Linked DNA regions of Gossypium hirsutum: region 2 is linked to region 1. A link is a contact called in public Hi-C data. All regions are on one chromosome and are shown on one strand. Each heading gives the region's core, a stretch centred on a gene start, on an enhancer-like site or on the middle of the called end of the contact. The rest is flanking DNA. Distances are from core to core; before and after follow the strand shown.

Region 1 (2,700 bases), core at 36-2,535:
TTAAATTTAATCGTCTTTTACTTCTTTACTTACAAATCTGGTTTTATTTTATGCAATCAATTTTTTAAAATTATTTTAATTTCTAAGCAAGTAGAATTCCTTTTTCTTTTCTTTTTAATTTTAATTTTTAATTTTCTATTTTTTTAATTTTTAATCAAATCTCAAATTTTGATAAAACCACCGATGGTGGCTATAATTTTTCAAATTTTGATTTTTTTATTAGTGTTTTTTTTCTAAATTTTTAATGGTTAATTTTAGTTTTTCTTTCAATTTTTTCTTATGATTATTGTTTTTTTTTAATTATTGATTTGAGTTTTTTTAAAAAAAAATTGGTTATGTTTTTTTCCGACATATAGTTTCAACCTTCCCAAAATTTTAATTTATTTTAATTAAAGTTAAATTAAATTAAAAATGATATCGTATGTGGTTGAGTGTAGAATAATATTTAGATGTCTTTAAAAATTGATGACGTGACATTACTTTATTGGTGCCTAAAAACTATATATTTTAGATTCATTCTAATATATATTATTCCCTTTTATTTTTATTGTAATTATTTGCTTCAATATATGATTGTTGTTATTATTTATTAATATTGTTTTTTTATTTTATGATTACTATTATTTAGTTATTTATTTTTACATATATCCTAACTCATTTAATTGTGTTTAAAGTATATGAAGTAAAGGAAAATAACTTGTAAACATTTTGATTATAAAATAAATAAAAAACTATTTTTTAGTATTTTTATATTCATTTTATGGTTTATGTATGGGACTTATGGCTCTTCCTTTCAACAATATCATTTTCAAAATTGAAAGCTGCATTTTATTATTTATGTTTGGAATTTATGATCCATCCTTTTTAACAATATCATATCTAAAGTTGAAACTTGCATTTTCTCATTAAGAATATAATGTCTTTTCACTGCACCTAACACTTGTTGGTTAAAGTTTAAGTACTTTTTTTTTCCGATTTAAGGGTTATGGAGGGATTATATTGATTTTACTTGTGTGTCTAAGGTTGGATCCAAGTGCGCTTCAAGGCGGATAAGGCCACAAGAGAGGAGGATAGCGCAAGGTTAAAGAAATTGAGATGAAGTACCTGCCCATTATTGATGTGGAGTGTCAGACAGAGATGCTTAAAGAAAGAAAGAATAAATACTCTAATAGTATTTGTGAACAGGGGAATGCATGCACAAGGAAAGTCTACAGGGACGACGGCCATTGATTGCTTGGTGCAAATGGCATTGACATTTTTATATTTCTTTTGGAATTGGTTTTGGCTTGCTAGGTGGGAGGGTGGGGGCATGGGGGCATCTCAAATTGGACGTGTTGTTGTCAATAGAATCATGTGCCCCATGAAAATGGTATTGATCTGTCTTTTTGTGGGGTTCTTTATCAACATATACAAAAAAGGTATTGACCAATGCATATTTTACTAGATTTTATTCTTCCTTCCTTTTGAGTCAAGTCAAAATCATCTATAAGTTTCAAATTGAGCATTCACAAAATTCTGAGGATTGACTAGAAAAAAGGAAGTGGTCACAATGCCTCATACCTGAATTATAGAGAGAAGCATTTTATAACATGAACCATGCTATTACCGTTGTTAGCTTGGAAGGCCTTGCCCCAGTATCACATGCTTTGAGTTCATTTAATTTTCACCTGATAAAACTAAACAAAGCTAACCCCGAAAGCTTAAAGTCCAAAAAAAAAAAGATTTGCATCAAAAAGAGGTTTGAGTCAAGTCTAAGGCTAACAAATGCACATGGTAGCATAAATGAAACCTGGGTAAGAAATCCAGATTATGGTACAACGACCCTAGCATTATATTATTTTCATGGGGCTATATCTTAGATGCAAGTTGGGTAGCCAATGTGGCATGGTCAGAAACTTCAAGACCTTTCCTTAATCTTTGAGGAGACTCTATCTCTGAAAACATGAGGTCCCTACCCTATTAGTGAATATATTCCATTATGGTCAGCGACAATTGCGACAGGAAAGAAAAGGTCATAGAAAAAGAAAACCTATGGATGAATCAAATTGATGAGAAGGGATCAAAAACTCTTAATTTCCGTCTGATATAAATATAGACTTCAAAATGTTGTGTTTTTGCATACATGAGAGGAAGAAAGGTCTAATATGAAGATAAGAGATCTGTTTGGTAGCCAAGGATGACTTGCCTGCTCCTTCCAAGAGGTTTCAAATTTCCCTGAAACCATTGTTGGGTACCAGGCAGTCACCTTGGCTAACTTGACAGGTTCTTTTCTTTCATGCTAGTCCTTGTCTTCCTTCCCTTGTCAATGTACGTGCATTTTGGTATATATATATATGGAATACAAGGAATCAATGAAATGGAAGAGAGGTCTTCCATGAAGATAAGAATCTTGTTTGGTAACCAAGGATGACTTGCCTGTAGCTCACAAGAAGTTTCACCAAGTTTAATTTCTTGTTTGGATTCCAGGCAATCATCCTTGGTTAAGTTGACAGGTTCTTCTCCCTCATGATAGACCTTTTCTCTTCTTCCTTTGAACAAGTTAGTTTGGGAGCATGCAGGATATAGTGAAACCACCATTTTTAGCTTTGGGGAAAGAATAATGTGATCTATGGATCACTTTATTATCTGAATACAGATAGGACGTGATGAGCCACTCCTTTGATGATAAGAGCATGTCAGTAACTCATTTCTGCTGAACAT
Region 2 (2,700 bases), core at 191-2,690, 180 kb before region 1:
TGTTGTCACTGCACTGACTACTCTTTAATGTATATAAATATTACATAAGTCGAACGGGTAACCGTATGAGAGTATAACAATTTCAAACATAAGGAAAAAATTCACAAACATTTGAGCTTATCCATGTCAGGTGGGTACCACAGTCATAGCTGAGTTGGAGTGATGGAGCACAACATATGATACAAAACAATTTCTAATCCAAGATAAGAAACACAAAATCATGATTTGCTGCTTGAACCTACTCGATCAATTAGGCCATATACATTCAACTTTAGCAAGTTCACCATTACAAGTTGTTGGACAATTCTTATACACATAAACCAATGAATTTGCATGATCGAATACATTTTCTCTCACCACAATTCATAAAAGCCTCTGGGGTTTAAGAGAAAACTAAATGGGTTTAAGAGAAAACTAACCCAATGCAGGCAAAGCAAATACAACTATAAACAAAATACAAACGCATACCAAAAATTGTAATTCCAATTGACAAACTTGCATTCCTTCAAGCACGCTACACCTGTGATAAATGTTTGAAATGTCTATATTATTGAAAGCAATCTGTTGAGGGAATGTTGGAATCTTAGTTCTAGTGACCAAGAATGAAACCTTAGTAGACAGCTTTTATTTCAAAAAAAGGCTTATTAGAGTTCAATAAAACTATATCAGAAAAATGAGATCAAACATCAAAAACATTTATCACCAAACAAAACACACAATGAGACGAAACCCACATTACGATGCAAAAGGCAGTGAGCAAAGAAATTATAACACCCAAGCTGAAACATCGTCAAACAACAAAAACAAAAACAATCTTAAAAAACCAATAGTTACCTTAGCATCCAACATTTGTTTCAACCTAAGCAACATACGCAACGCCTCATCTTTAGCAGCGAACAGCTCTTGCTGATATCTTAGAGCCTTTCTCTCCGACACCATTATCCTCACCGCCGCCTCTTTAGCCGTGTTCAGAATGATTTCGGCATACGCCTTTTTCAAAGCCGTCAATTTCTGTTAAAAGAAAAAAAAAAGAAAACATCAAAGAAAACCCACATCGAAAATACTCCTGTTGAACCAATTAAAAATCAAAACCCAAGTCCTTCTAACAAAAAAGAAGAAGAAGCAGCTTCAAAATTCATACCCAAAGAACAAAAAGTAGATTAGATTAAGTGTAAAAGAATAGAGAAACTTTACTTGAGAATCCGCCATTGTAGCCACTAATGCATCGAATTGATTAAGTTCCTTTCAGACCAAGTTGCGAACAACAACAACAGTATGCAAACGGAGGTTTTGTTTTCCTTCCCTAGCAGCAGCTGTCTGTTACGAACTGAAAGACCCCTTATTTCCAAATACCAAGCTTACCCTCCACTCTCCCTTTTATTTACCAACGAAGCGACTTCAGCTGACTTAAGCGGCGGTTTTTTCTTATTCTTTTTTAAGTTATAACATGTTTCCGGTTCTATTCTATTTCTTCCTTCCGCGCCAGCGAAGTGGGGTCCACTAAGGAACTTGATGGACACGTGGCTTTCGATGCGTGAAGTGGTTTTACGTTTGGGCGGTAGCTTGATGGAGGGCCTAGCGTGAGGTAATGGGTAGATAAGTGAGGCTCTGGAAGTTGGGTGAAAGTAAAAGCAGTTGGCAACGGCAAAGGCCACATTGGAGTTTTGAGTTGAGACTTGGGACTTGAGAGCGGTTAATTTAAGCTTAAGCTTGTCAACCTCCGCATAATCTTTTTATTTGTTGGGTAACCTATAAAATTATAAAAATTTCAATTTTATTATTCTTGTTTTAAATTGTTTATATTTTAGTCACTCTAAATGATTAACGAGAGTGATAATGTGACTTTTTTAACTGGTATAATAAGTCTTCAATACTTATATGTTCTATTAATTTAATCCTTAAACATATATAATTAAATTATTGTTTATTATAAAATAGTAAAAAAATATAATATTATTTATATTATTTCGTATCAGCATGTACTTGTATATTATATTTACACCCGAATCTAAATAACATGATACTAAACAATATTATTAGATTAATAACTTGTGCCTTCAGTAATAAAAAAACGAGAGATGAAGAAACAAAAACAACATTTAGTGATAAAAAACACAAATAATCACGCAATGACTGACAACAGATTCTACTAAAAACTAGACTGCAATTGTTTTAAAATTTAACCTACAAAAATTTGGACTTCAATTAAATCATTTGCTTTTAAGAGATTAATGTTGTTAAGCTGGTAATGAAGCTTGCTAAGGCACGTGATTTTGAGGAGATTAAGGTTAATGGTTCGGTAATTCTTGATGTCTAGAAAGTTAAATTCCCGTATTGGTAGCAAAGAAGTTTGCAGAAGCTTTCATCATTCTCAGTCTCGTGCCCATAAATTTCATATTCACTAACATAGCTTAAAAAAATTTGAATTCATAATATATATAAAAATAATAGTATATGTTTCCTTAAATAATATTATATTTTGTACTTTTCATAACATAAAATAATCATTTAATTATAATTATATTTAATTATATGTGTTTAATGAACAAATTAATAGAATTTGTAAATATAGAGAGTTAACTTTATTAAATTATTTAGAATTAAGATTAAATTGATACTATGTATAAGTAATGAGGACTAAATATGTTATTATATTAGTTAAAAAATGTCATATCATCAACTCCATTCACTATTTAATGA

Evidence for each region. A called contact is a pair of places that touch in the nucleus more often than the background predicts.
Region 2: a contact with region 1 is called in a Hi-C map of leaf, with 2.4 times the contacts expected there. The contact joins the promoter of LOC107887294 here to the enhancer-like site in region 1. A contact is called at or near these places in 5 of 34 Hi-C or Micro-C datasets (fibers, leaf and petal).

What each region holds. Positions count from the first base shown.
Region 1 is chrA03:24,205,871-24,208,570 of Gossypium_hirsutum_v2.1, reverse strand. No RefSeq gene overlaps it. Among protein-coding and RNA genes, the nearest start is that of LOC107887295, 17 kb to the right of the region's middle. Within about 2 kb of position 1,285, at least 3 of the 9 cell types and tissues checked have an H3K27ac peak or open chromatin away from gene starts, as enhancers often do. A contact at or near this core is called in leaf, where this site is marked.
Region 2 is chrA03:24,384,896-24,387,595 of Gossypium_hirsutum_v2.1, reverse strand. It overlaps LOC107887294, which reads right to left and starts at 1,440. Exons shown (of 4, transcript XM_016811484.2): 1 at 1,195-1,440; 2 at 835-1,011. The coding sequence starts at 1,209.